3 separate regions of the Danio rerio genome follow, and all the other regions are linked to region 1. Evidence: chromatin contacts called from public Hi-C and HiChIP or PLAC-seq data. All regions are on one chromosome and are shown on one strand. Each heading gives the region's core, a stretch centred on a gene start, on an enhancer-like site or on the middle of the called end of the contact. The rest is flanking DNA. Distances are from core to core; before and after follow the strand shown. Region 1 holds the start of grpel2 (GrpE-like 2, mitochondrial). Region 2 holds the start of LOC141380013. Region 3 holds the start of dnajc18 (DnaJ (Hsp40) homolog, subfamily C, member 18).

Evidence for each region. A called contact is a pair of places that touch in the nucleus more often than the background predicts. HiChIP or PLAC-seq counts read pairs in DNA pulled down with a chosen protein or histone mark.
Region 2: an H3K4me3 HiChIP or PLAC-seq map of embryo shows a contact between it and region 1, with 2.7 times the contacts expected there. The contact joins the promoter of LOC141380013 here to the promoter of grpel2 in region 1.
Region 3: a Hi-C map of an unstated tissue shows a contact between it and region 1, with 3 times the contacts expected there. The contact joins the promoter of dnajc18 here to the promoter of grpel2 in region 1. A contact is called at or near these places in 2 of 18 Hi-C or Micro-C datasets (embryo and an unstated tissue).

Annotation. Positions count from the first base shown.
Region 1 is chr21:33,061,039-33,065,779 of GRCz12tu, reverse strand. It overlaps grpel2 (GrpE-like 2, mitochondrial), which reads left to right and starts at 2,481. Exons shown (of 4, transcript NM_001288663.1): 1 at 2,481-2,579. The coding sequence starts at 2,503.
Region 2 is chr21:32,888,703-32,893,443 of GRCz12tu, reverse strand. LOC141380013 reads right to left here and starts at 2,021. Exons shown (of 2, transcript XM_073935984.1): 1 at 1,940-2,021; 2 at 1-1,539. The coding sequence starts at 1,363. dnajc18 (DnaJ (Hsp40) homolog, subfamily C, member 18) reads left to right here. Exons shown (of 8, transcript NM_001113588.1): 6 at 3,858-3,967; 7 at 4,051-4,223.
Region 3 is chr21:32,904,568-32,909,308 of GRCz12tu, reverse strand. dnajc18 (DnaJ (Hsp40) homolog, subfamily C, member 18) reads left to right here and starts at 1,821. Exons shown (of 8, transcript NM_001113588.1): 1 at 1,821-2,220. The coding sequence starts at 2,079. It overlaps LOC141380016 (a long non-coding RNA gene), which reads right to left and starts at 1,682. Exons shown (of 4, transcript XR_012397242.1): 1 at 1,547-1,682; 2 at 1-51.

The DNA.
Region 1 (4,741 bases), core at 1,232-3,731:
ATTTAAGCCAACAGTTAAGATACATTCAAGCATGTAATTGTATAGAAACATGGCGTAATTGTAATTGTATAGAAACAAAACGTTCACTAATGCTTTAAAAGGAAGCATGATGATGATGATGATGATGATGAATTTAAAATAGGTGATTTAAAGTTTTGGGCGTCACGGTGGCGCAGTGGGTAGCACGATCGCCTCACAGCAAGAAGGTCACTGGTTTCAGCCTGGCTGGGTCAGTTGGAATTTGCATGTTCTTCCTGTGTTCGAGTGGGTTTCCGCCAGTTTCCCAAACAGTCCAAAGACATATAGGTGAATTGATTAAGCTTAATTGGCCTAGTGTGTGTTTGTGTGTGAATGCAAGAATGTATAGGTGTTACCCAGTGTTTGGTTGTGGCTGGAATTAATTAATTAATTATTAAAAGCTGTGCAAAGGATTATTGGATAGAGGTAAAGTAGATTTTACAATCACACATTTGATCACACATTGTTTACTATGCTACTTTGTGTATTTGGTCTGAAATCACATGTAAGAATGATAGTAAAACAACATTAGCACTATTAAACTGACTTTGAACAATGCCATACTTTAATAGTCATTGGTTGCTGATAAGATTTCCCTATTTAGAATTTCAAAAGAAAACTTTAAAAAAAAATTTAAGAAGCTGAAAGTCCAAATGTGTGAATGTAAAACCAACCAAACCTCAATGACGGTTGACAGTAAATTTTTCCTATTTAGTTCTTATAGTAGTAGTGGGCACAATATTTACTTCACAAGACTATTATTGGTTTAATTTTAGAGACCGCCACTTGAAGATGATCCTTTTTCTTCAGTTGTGTATGATTTTTTAATCTTTTTAAAAAACATTTATTTTTCAGCTATGTGATGCAGTAAAGGTGTCAGAGTTTACCATAGTGCTGTAAATTCAGTCTGCTGCAAGTGATGCTATTGATATTAAAAATTACAATTAATGTTATTGATATATACAGTAAACACCCCATGGGTTGCAATCCAAAGGAAAAAAAGACTGATTTTTTTTGTGTGTGTGTGTGTGTGTGTGTGTGTGTGTGTGTGTGTGTGTGTGTGTGTGTGTGTGTGTGTGTGTGTGTGTGTGTGTTTTTATGTAAGTAGTATAACTTAATACTATATGCATTATCTTCTGTAGGTTATGGATAAAATATGGTAATTCTAATAGTTGAATAAAGTTTATTCTATTTTTTTTAATCATCCCCAACCTATAAATGTAGTATACAGCTCCTAAAATGCAGTTCTAAAAACAAAAATAACCACTAACCATTGCAAAACAATGCTGCTCCACCACATTTTTGAAATGCCACACAGTCCTACCAGGCCTGTCCTCAAATAGACTGTTTTCTTTTTCTGAAAGCTATGAAATAGGCAACAAAGCGGTAGGTTTACATGAATCTAAAGAAGACCCTTTCTGCTACATTTTAATATAGTTAATTGTGACTTTTTTAAAGTGTACATCAATCTCAGACTAGCCTTTTTGCTAGTTAATAAAACTAAATTCTGATGCATATACTCGCAATTGCAAAAATAAAATCTGAGTTAGTTGGAAAAGTGTCAGAGCTGGTAAAAACACACTTCTGACGCTTCTACCTGCAATTCTTTCTGTATAATTGTGAGATGTAAACTCACAAAAGCAAGTTACAAAGTTCCTTTCGAAAGTGGAATTACTTTCAAACAATTTGGGAGTTTATATTATTCAATACTGAGAAGAAAATAAGTTACAATTGCAAATTTCTCACAGTTCTGGCTTTCTAACATACTTGTAGTTTCATCTTGCTGTTCTTTGTCAAAGGTCAATATCGCAGATTTATATATTTAAAACTTTAGTACTTTTTGACTTTTTTCCGCATAACTGCAAAACATAAGCTTGCTTTAAGTTTGTAATTTACGAGTTTATGTTTTGCCATAATGAGAAAATAGTGAAAATTTATAAACTAGATCTATGGTGTCAGCTTGGGGTCCTCAGACCATTAAAAATTCATGAGGTTACTACAGGGGGTCCGTTCCATAAGACAGGTTAAATATACTAAATAAATTATATGCTTATATATTTATTTATCTTTTTGGTTTAATGCGTAATGTGATAGCGACGCGTTTGTAAAATAAAATACAGTCTACCAAACCTGCTACTTCATGTCAGGGGTCTCCGAGTTGCCTTGCCTGTGAATCTGGGTGGGTGGTCTTTGCCTTTGGGGCACGTGTAGAAAAGGATTACAACCCCGTGAGGAAGATTATTATTAAGTGTTGTCCAGTACAGTATTTAACCAGCCAAATACGGCACTTAAGAAAAAAACCTACATCCGTTTAATTCTGTGCTTTTACAATAACAATTTTCAGATGTATTGTTTTATTTTTGCACAATCATTTAAAGAGAGATTCATTAGAGTCGCTTAGTGAGTCGATTCACTGATTCTGAACCATGACTCACCGAGCATGTCACGCGCTCCGACCACCCGTACAGATACTCGACTGAGGAAATGGCCGTGCGCTTTCTGTCCGTAACGAGAAGAAATCCGATCGATCTGTGCAGGTTAACACCAAGTGCGGTCACCAGGTAAAAAGACGTTTACCGAAAAACATTCATACAAGTGTGCGATTTATGTGAGGAAAATTAGGTTTTAGTTTATAGTGTCGTCATTTTGACCGTTTAAAGTGTTGCGGGGAAGCCCCGCTGCTAACAGGCTAACGAGCGAGTTAACGGTTTAGCCGGGACCACAGCTCACAACACTTAAACATACAACCAATATCAGTTAAATGCTTTACAAACGCCAAGATGTGTTAACAGCTAGTCACTTTGTGATTGAATGGTGTTTTACGGTATTTGGCAAGATTTCGCGAGCACTCGCATCTGGCACATTGAAAAAAAAACTATACACGTAACGCTACATCTGTGTCTTTAAATGTTAACGTACACGCTTTATCCTCCGCAGTCACAGGTTAATAAATATAACAACAACACTGTTATTATAATATACACTAAGGCACTGTCGGATGTTGTGGAAAACGTATTCTCTTTCCCCTGTTTACTGTAAAGAAGTGTTTGTTTGGTGTTTACTTTCACTCGGGTAATCCTCAATCCCACGGCTCATTTGCTTTCACAGATTTACGTTACACGAATTAAACCTGTAATTACTCATGGTGATGAATGGCTTTTATTGCATACTTAATTTTCTTTGAGTCTTACTGATGCTAGCCGGTCATATGTTATCAGCCCTCCTATTGTTTAGGCATTTGCAGTCACGTCTGATCCTTTGGATCAAATTCAACCTACATTAAACATCATTACTGGTGTAAGAATTTATTACATTGGTTATATGGCGTGTTTTATGTAGCTTGCTCGTTTTTTTTGTTATTTAATTGTTTTTAACAACATTATGCAAAATCTTTATGTGTATTTATACAAACCAAAGTGGAAACCCACACTTGAAAATGTTGATTAATTGTGGGCATTTTTCTTCTCTCTTTATAGTTAAATATAGTACTTGTTATTTAACATGATTGTGGCCACAGTTTACCTAAAACACTGGAACAAAATTAGAATTGGGGTTCTTTGTCTATTTTTTAACAAATTTACTTACTTTTGATCTGAAAGAGAAAAATTATATTTTCTAAAAACGGACAAAATATTTTCAAATTAGTGAATTGCACTCTTCAAATGCGCCAAGTCCTCAAAATATCCATAATTAACTTGATCAAGTGTTTGTAAATGCTATAATTTCTAAAATCTTTGTATATGGAGCAGGTTTAGTTGATTTGGTGGGGAAAAATATATATACATTTTGAGTAATATTTATGTGGAAAAACAGTTGTACATTTAGATTTTTCCCCATATCTAACACCTCTTAAAGGCTGGATTTATACCTGTAAAATCTATTTTGCTTGAAAGCATTGCAGATTATTATATGTTGTTTAGGACTAGTAGCCTAGATTTCATAAATTTAGTTTTTTACTATTTAATTGCATTGTGATTCAATAGTGACATTGAATTTCAAACAAAAAAAGCATATGTACATTTAAGAAATATTGTTGATAATTGTTAAAATAACAATACTCTTCATCCAAACTGACCTAGATTGCAAAATCACATATTTTGAGTGTATTATTACTTTTTTAGTGTTAATTTGTGGTTATTTTTTCTTTTTTAAAGTAGTATATCTTAGAGCTGGGCTAATATACGATATTACATCGAATTGCGATTAAGAAAATTATCTATGACAATGATAAGATCACAGCTGATATGATCTAAGAACCAATTACACAGCAGAAGCGTGCAACGATGGGAATCTAAAAATGTGTAGAGATGCATAGAATTCTCAGCCATCGAAGATTTATCGGCCAAGAATATGTTAGGGCGTTTAACAGACCCTCAAATTTTTGTGGCTTCAGTCACTGTTAGGATACTCTTTTAAATCTGGAAGCATTAGCAACTTCTATCGAAATATATGTTGTTATCACTCAATATGGAAAATAATTATCGAGATTGCATTTTTGCCATATTGCTCAGTCTTAGTATAATTGTTCTATTAAGTAACAGTTGTGTGGATGTGAATAAAATGTACAATAACCATATCTATTTTTTCCTGAAATAATGTGTATTATTACAGTCAGTGTAAATCAAAGATTCTGTTTTAATTACTACTGTAAATACTTTGGAGTCAGACAACTCATTAAACAACAACTATATATATTACACAACAACTATATATAGTAGTTGTT
Region 2 (4,741 bases), core at 772-3,271, 170 kb after region 1:
GCTGCAGCCACTCTGCAAACTCAAGGAGAGAGAACTTTGTCTTATCCGGGTTTCTCTTGAGATGATGCCTCCTGAATTCAGTTTGTTGTGATCGAGGAAGACGGTTCAACAGTCGTTTAACATTTGACCCACTGTGCAGTTCCTCAATACCATCATCCTTGAGGGCTTTAAGCATGCCGACTATTGCTTGGACTCTGAGAGAAAACTCATCGAATGCCCGCTCATCACCAGCACGAATAGCTGGGAGGTTCTCCAATGTCTCTATTTCTCTCAGCACAAACTGGTAGGGCCTGCCATACCTCCTGTCGAGGGCTTGCAGGGCATTTGTGTAAGGAGTGACTGATTCCGCATGTGCTAACACTAGTCTGTGAGCATTAGGTACCTTCACATGCTTCAGAAGGATGGAGTACTTATAATTCTCTGGTATTTGAGGGTGGAGCAAATTATCCAAAGCCATCCTAAGTTCCACATACTGAGCTCTGTCCTCTTTGTAAAAATCTGGAAAGGTGGGCCCTTCCACTGTTGGACTCCAGTATGAGGGAGGAGGAGGTGCATAGGGTACAGTGTTAGCCCTAAATTGAGATGTAGCTTGGTATGACGTTTGTGGCATTGGCTCAGTCACTGAAACGAACCGGCTATGTACTGGGTGGACAGCTGCAGGTGGTATGTTATAGAAATGTGGCTGGGTGGTTTGGATGGGTTGCTGTCCAGGGAGAGGAGGCAGTGGTTTAGTCCATGGCTCTGCTTGGTTGTGCTGATGGGTTCTAATTTGGTCTAATGGAGAGCTGCTATAGGGTGTGGCATACTGATGTGACGTTAAGGTGGTTTCTCTGCTTACAGGTGGAGGTGACTGGAAATAAGTGTCTCTGAGGTGGGTTTTCCTCAGCGACTGAGAAAGCTCTTCCACAGTTGGGGGATTATTAGGCAGTGGCCAGGGAGAGGACTGTATTCTAACAACATCAGGGCTTACTTCAGATGTCGGCTGTCCCTTTTCCACTGATTGCAGGATTCGGGTCCGAGGTGTCTGATGCCGTGATGATGCTCGTGAGGAGGGGGTGGATGCTTGAAGGCTACTGTGTAGCAGGACTTTCTCCAAGAGCTCTGTTTGGCGCCTTGCTGTCTCACTTTGCTGTTTTGTAATCTCCATCATCTGCTGCATAAAGTCCTCTGATGAACCAGCAGTTCCATATGATTGACTAGTAGTGATGGGGGTTGACGTCATTATTGCTTTCTCTTTAGGTCCAACTGGATGGCTAGATGGGTTTCCAGCATAATTGACTATGTAGTCATCTAAGTAGGCAGGTCTCTGGATCACTCTGTGTGGACGTCGAGAAGAGGATGGGGCTGACTTTGGGGTTGCCATGGTAACGACCAGCTCCGGCTCGAAGGACCAATTTTGTAGAGGAGTTAGCTGTTTTTTAGGTGAATTTGATCGTCGCCATGGAGTGCCGGTAAGAACACGGAGACTTGAACCCCATTTAAAGCTCTTTATTGTCCATCACACTTTGTGTATGTGTTTGGTGTGTGTGTGTGTGTGGTCTAAACAAAGGAAAGAAAATATACATTAATTAGTAAATTTAGATAATAAGGATAACAGTAACAAGTGGAAATACTTATACACAACATTAAACTACAATATACATTTATAACTGACATGCATGAGCAAAGCAGATGAAGCAAGGCAGATAAACGTATATAAATAATAATTCTCACTATTAACAGGCTTTTAACTTAGGCGGAAATATAACAAAAAGCATGGATTTAATAGGCGATGTATGTATTATCATTTAAAGCAATTATATTTACATAAAAGATCGCTACTACTAGCCGCGGCAGTCCGCGATTCTTTACGAGCTCGCGCATAAATCAATAATCTCAATACAATACTATAATGATAAAACAGTGGTAACAGGTATGTAAAAGATGCATAAACACTTACTTCTCATCATTGACGCACACAAAACTGACTGGAATTAGGCGGAAAGCAAAGCATGCAACCTTTCTCTCTGTCTGATCAGAATGAAACCAGTTAACAGTCTCAATGTACAGCAGACCTAAGCTGCGTTTTGATTGGCTGCCTGTGCTCGTGATCAGCGCATGATCAAGTACGAGCTCTATAGGAGTCTGTTCGTGATGTCACAGCATGCACGCGTGAGGAGAGAGCACAGCTCGTGTCCAGCTCTGGGCTCAGCCCACCGACCTCTTTTACAATGACTGTAAATAATATTTTACTAGAAAAGTTTCTACATAGTAGTTTTCTGCTTAAAGTGACATTTAAAGGCTTTACTGGGTTACTTAGGCACGTTATTGTAATTATGTAAATAATCGTATAACAGTTGTTCTGAAGACAATCAGAAAATATTTCTAAAAGGGGCTAATAATATTAAATTATTAAAATTCTGTAAAAAATTCAAAAAAAGTTTTTAATTAAATTTTTTTTTTGCGGAAATAAAAGAAATAAGACTTTCTCCAGAAGAAAAAATATCATCAGACATACTGTGATAAATTCCATGCTTTGTTAAACATAATTTTGGAAATTTTTGAGAAATAAAAAATATATTTATAGGAGGAATATTAATATTGAGTAATAATTTAGATTTTACAATTTTGATTTTTATACATATATATTAGCCCCCCTGTATATTTCTTCCCCAGTTTTTGTTTAACCGAAAAGATTTTTCAACACATTTCTAAGCATAATAATTTTAATAACTCAATTCGAAAAACTGATTTATTTTATCTTTGCCATGATGACAGTAAATAATTTTTTCATAAATATTTTTCAAGATACTTCTATACAGCTTAAAGTGACATTAAAGGCTTTACTTGGTTAATTAGGTTAACTAGACATGAAAGGGTAATTAGGCAAGTTATTGTATAATGTTGGTTTGTTCTGTAAACTATCGAAAAAAATATATAGCTTAAAGGGGGTAATAATTTTGACCTTAAAATTGTTTTTAAAAAAAATTAAAACTGCTTTTATTCTAGTCGAAATAAAACAAATAAGACTTTCTCTATAAGAAAAAATATGATCTGACATACTGTCTAAATTTCCGTGCTCTGTAGGGATGCACTGATGTGGATTTTTTTTATAGATATCCTGTAACTATTTAAATTCAGAGGCCGATATGTTATTTTTTCCATATTTTTCTGCATGATTGCAAAAACCAAAGGCAAACACATAAAGTGGACAACTGATTTTATTTTAAAAGCTTACCTTTTTGAAAAATTTAAATCTAAAACTTGATTAATTGCCTTTCTTTTCTATGGACAACTTTTTATTATATAAATAAAATCTACTGACTGAAGCAACCAAGTCACTGAAAAATAGCATGTAGCAGCTGATACCAACATGGCAGCAAGTTATTATTTTTATTTATTTTTTGCATGTTTAATCCCTCAAAGCTGCTCGATTTAAAGCAAACAACTTTTTAAACAAACACGTATGTGATTTGACATGACTTGTCTTACAATGCCAATTTACAGCATCTAATGCAATTATCCTCACCATAGATGCTTTCTTAACCACTGTTTTCTGTACTCTGTAATTTTAGCTGTATATTAATTTTGTTATTGAGAGAAAAACATGCATTACATGTTTGAATATTTCTCTAAACATTACTCTCATATCGGTGAAATCCTCACAATTGAGTATTTAGTGTGAGGGCGAAAGATTTTACCCTATGCCCTAAATTCACCATATGAACCAATAGCCTTCTGTGGACGCTCGTACATCCCTACATTTCCTCCTTGCAAATTTTCACTAATGTTTCCTAACTCTTTATTTTTATCTGATGTCCAAATTGCCATCAAAGCCTCTCTAAAAACCTTCTTTCTTTTTTTTTCTCTTCATGAAGAACAACTTCACCCCTCTCCTGCAGCTGTTGCCGGTGCTGGTGCTCATTGTGATCTCTGTGTTCACTCAGCTGATGGCCACCAACCCTCCCTACAGCCTCTTCTACAAACCGTGAGTCAACTGTAAAGCATCATGCATGATTTAAACCATCCGCTTGAAGAAAACGCCTGATAGTTATACTCGCCATCCTGCAGGTCCATGGGGTTAGTGGTGTCCAGGGAGACTCAGCACATGGGTGTGCCATACTACGTGGATAAGAGTTTTGAGAAGGAGTACCGTGGTGCTGCACTGGACGAGCTGGAGAAAACCATAGAGACTGACTATATTGATCATCTACAGAGCAGCTGCTGGAAAGAGAAGCAACAGAGTAAGACGTCTTCTTATCTGTTAGCTTAATGACTTTTTAATAATTTAATATAAATCAGCTGCTTTATAAGCAAGTGTCACTGCAGTGCCTAATTGGGGGGAGTCTCTGCCAATTAGGGGTTTGGGATATTTGGAGTTTACTATAATATCCTAATTCTTTTATACTTAATAAAAACAGAGGTCTACATTGTCCAAGATAGCCCTCTGGATGATCATAATTCAAGTTCATTCATTCATTTTCCTTTGGCTTATTTATCAGTTCATTTATTTATTAGGGGTCGCCACAGCGAAATGAACCTCCAACTATTCCAGCTTATGTTTTATGCAGCGGATGCACTTCCAGGCACAACCCAGTGCTGACAAACACCTATACACTCTTGCATTTACGCACACACTCATACTTTTCGGCTCTGTTTAAGTTATGTAAGCAAAAATATTCCTGTAAAGTGTTTTTTATTGAAGTAACATTTCATAGTTCCTGTTGCTAGAAGTTCCTGAATTTTGGTGTGTTAGGACCAA
Region 3 (4,741 bases), core at 572-3,071, 160 kb after region 1:
GCGTAAAACATATGCTGGATAAGTTGGCGGTTCATTCCGCTGTGGTGACCCCTGATTAATAAAGGAAAAGAAAATGGATGAATGACCACATTAGTTTCTGCTTAATTTAACTATCATGAACTCATTATATGCTAATGTAGAATTATATCATGACTTTACTTGGAGGGGCACATCATCATTAACCTATTTTTAATGCCCCATTCACACGGGGCATCAGCGTCAACATTTCCCATTCACTTTGAATGGGTTACGTCAGGCGTTGCCGAACTGCATTGTGGATCCACCTGCGCCGCTTCAGTAGCGTTGCTCGCTGCAGTAGTTGGGACTTTCCCAACTTTTACAGCATCAGCCAATCCTCAGCCAGTAGCCGATTGCTGACTAATTTCATTGGCTGGCATTGCTATGACGATCGCGTCTGCTCCAACTTTAGACACGCCCTCTGTCAAGCGTTGATGCTGAAGCCCCGTGTGAATGGGGCGGAACTCTTCATGATCTCTTTATGCACATCCTTGTAGTTCGTTTACACTGAATAACAATAGAAAAGGGTTCTGTCAACATCAACATGAACACTGTAAACACAAAAGTAGTCAAGGATGAGTTAATGGTGATGTGCCCCTCCAAGTAAAGTCATGACATACACATACATTAACAGCTCATAAGTTCATGATGCATCTATTTATGCGTGAATAGCGAGATTTATTCATGCGTGCCGCGTCTGGTGTGAACACAACATTCAAGTTTAGGCCGCAATGTTACGCTGCACTGTTTAGAGTTCACACGCCATGTTGTTTCGAGTCTATGTCACACTGTTTCAAGTTAACTATATGCTGTTTTGAGTCTACGCCATGCTGTTTTGAGTCTACGTCATGCTGTTTCAATATGCCACTCTGTTTCAAGTTTACACCAAGGCCACGCTGTTTCAAGTTTAAGCCGCGCTGTTTAGTTTACGCCATGCTGTTTTGAGTCTATGTCAGGCTGTTTTGAGGCCATGTCACGCTGTTTCACGTCTACATCACGCTGTTTCGAGTCTGACACACTGTTTCGAATTTACGCCAAGGCCATGCTGTTTCAACTGTACATCACGCTGTTTCGAGTCTATGCAACTATTTCGAGTCAATGTAACACTGTTTTCAGTTTACGTAAAGGCTTTGCTGTTTCAAGTTTACGCCGCGCTGTTTAAAGTTTATGCCACACACTGTTTCATGTTTATGGTTACATTTTGCTTAAACTCAAATGTTACTTAATACACTGATTAACAACATGTACTAACAAGTAATTAAAGCAGACGTTATTCACAAATGAACTCACGTGACTCATGTTGTAATTAAAGTTAGTTCATGATTAGGACATGTCTTAACTCGTTAATTCATAATAAAGTAATGATTGGTTTACATATTCATATATAATTATTCATTTACTGTTATTGTAAAGTGTTACCAATTTTTGTGTTAGAAATGGATGGAAATTAGCACATATTAAATTAAACAGAGCACCACTGACATATTTAAACAAAGTATAGAACATTTTAAATGTAATCTCGTTGCACCTGCATTGTCTCGCCCATAGACTGTAAATAAAAGGTCTTGCCCGTAGGGTCTTGACCACATTTGTCCCCGCTCACCTTCCATACCCTCGGATTTTTTTATCCTGCTGCCATCGTTCCATTTACGGAAAATAACGACAGCTTCCGATTGGCTGTTTGGATTGTAGTCCCGCATCCTTCGCTTCTGCTTCCGGTTAGCAATGGAGGTTACAAGCAGTATTGCATTTCTGTCTTTCTCGCACATTTTGCAATGACGAAGCCAGGTCTGGTGTCTAGGATTAAACATGAATTGCTTTGATAATAAATTCATATTCGACTAGGTTGCGTCGTAGAGGTGTCCGTTTTGTGAGCGGAGGATGCTTAAAATCGGAATTTAAATTGTTGTGGTTGCATTAGCATAACGCACTCGATTTAGCTTCATGTCAACAACACCGCGAGTCATCTGTACCGTTAAATAAGCCTCGTTTTGATTATTTAGCTACTTTGAGCTCATCGGCACGATATTTAATGTGGGTTTGAGGTGTCATTGCTGAACATGTCAATGTTTGAGATGGACAGAGAGGAGTCTGACAGGCTGATAGAGAAAGCCAAGCTGTGTTTGCGCTCAGGACGCAAAGAGAAAGCCCTGCAGCTGCTGTACGAGGCGCAGAAGATCTACCCGAGCACCAGGGCCAGAGGTTTGTATCCTGCTGCTGGTGCTGCTTGATTGACAAATCAGCTGTGTTTGGTCAGTGTGCTGAAATAGAAAGTGCAGACGCTGGATGTTGTGTGTTATATAATCTGTCACCGGGTCGCTGATGATGGGTTCGAGAATGAAAACATCTGACATTTGATGATTTAAAAGCTGTGAGGCTGATCTTGTGAAATTAGCGTCCGGTGAATCCAGTTTGGATGCATTTTTTGTTTATGTATGTGGTAAGCTGCAGAATTTACATCTTTTTACAAATTTCTTAAAGGGGTAGTACACCCAAATGTGACTGTATTACAAAACCTTAATAGAGGTAAAGTTGGTTTTATATTCGCACATTCGTTCATTTAGGAATCTCTTTACAGTTTACCATGTTACTTTGAATATTCAATCAGAATTAGCATGCCAGTATGACTTGAAATTAACATTATCACTGTTTATTTGACCGTGAGCAATGTTGTACTTTGATAGTCATTGGCTGCTAATATGATCTCGCTATTTAGAGTTTGCAAATAATACTTTTATGAAATTATATTATTAAGGGGAAAGTCTGAATCTGCGAATATAAAACCAACTTTACCTCTATAAAACCTTATATCTAATGTTGCGCAGGTATATTTCTGGCGAAATGTTGTATTGGGGCGTCACGGTGGCGCAGTGGTTGCACGATCGCCTCACAGCAAGTAGGTCGCTGGTTTGAGGATCAGTTGGCATTTCTGTGTGGAGTTTATATGTTCTCCCCATGTTGGTGTGGGTTTCCCCACCAGTCTAAAGACATGCGCTATAGGTGAATTGGGTAAGCTTGTCCGTAGTGTATGTGTGTGAATGAGAGTGTATGGATGTTTTCCAGTATTGGGTTGAAGGGCATCAGCTGCATAAAATATATGCTGGATAAGTTGGTGGATTATTTCACTGTGGCGACCCCTGATTAATTAAGCGAAAAGAAAATGAATGAATGAATGAATGTTAGTCAAAATGAATGATTTTTGTTAAATTGAAGTAAAGTTGGTTTTATGTTTGTACATTCAGACTTTCTCCTTAATAATATAATTTCAGAAAAGTATTTTTTGCAAATTCTAAATAGCGAAATCATATTAACATCCAAATGACTATAAAAGTAAAACATTGTTCACAGTCATATAAATAGTGCTGATGTTGTTTTGAACTCATACTTGCATATGATTTCAAGTTGAATATTCAAAGTACCATAGTAAACAATATAGGGAGAATGTCATAAGTTGTCACTGAATAAATGTGCAAATATAAAACCAACTTTACCTCAGTTTTTCTTCTGCGGAACAAGCAAGAAATGAAAGTTTCTGTTGCGTGGTGGTTTTGATTTTTATTATTTTCAATGAGAGTTAATTTTTACATTTTGATGGTCTATTCAGGGTAACCCTTCTGTATTCTGTATTTACTAACATGAACAAACAATTAGTAATACAATTATTACAGTATTTATTCATCTTTGTTTATGTAAAGTAGAATAACGTTACTTCATGTTAGTTCATTTTAACTCACAGTAGTATGCATTAACTAATGTTAACAAGCAAAAATTTGGATTTTTAGTAATGCAGTAGTTAACGTTGAATTATGATTAATAAATCCTTTACAAGATTATTCATACTTAATATTAGTAAATACATTAATTAACGTTATCTAATGGACCATCATTCTAAAGTGTTATCCTATTCTGTTGTGTGTGAACTACAAAAATGTGAAATTGTGAAAACCGTGATGTCATGTAATTGACAACCAAAACATTAATGGTGGACTAAAGTACTATGTGTGCAGACCGAAATAGGAAAAAAAAGGAAAACTGTTGTTGTTTTCCTTCTGATTTATTTTGCTTTAAATTTCTGAAGCATTCTAAAGCTATCAGACTATTAAATTAACTACATGAAGGCACTGAGACATATAATGTCTGGATAATGTTAAATGTATTTATTCAATATTTACTTTCATTTATCTAATAATTTATTTTAAAAGAATACATTAGTCCAGGGGTCACCAATCTCGGTCCTGGAGGTCCGGTGTCCCTGCAGGGTTTTGCTCCAACTTGACTCAACACAACTGCCTGGGTGTTTCAAGTATACCGGTCACACTAGAGTAGAGTTTGAGCTTGTGAAATTCTGTAGTACGGCGCTGTGAAAAGGGGTGGGATTAAACAGAATGATTAGACATTTTAAAAAGCGAGCGATTGGTCCATGTTTTAAATTACTGTCCAGAGAGATCAATGTTTTGATCTTCGATAGGTCATACGTCAGAGTTCACCAAGCCTGAACTTTGCAACGCAGTGAATTGCGAAACTTGTCACATGAGCTTGCTTTTTTGGACTGACGCATTTGCGTGCATATGAATGGAAGTCTATGGGGAGAAAAGTCCAGTGTGACCAGAGTTTGAGACCTTTATTAGCTTGTTCAGGTGTGTTTGATTAGGGTTGGAGCTAAAATCTGCAGGGCACCGGCCCTCCAGGAACAAGTTTGGTGACCCCTGTTTCAGTGCTTCAA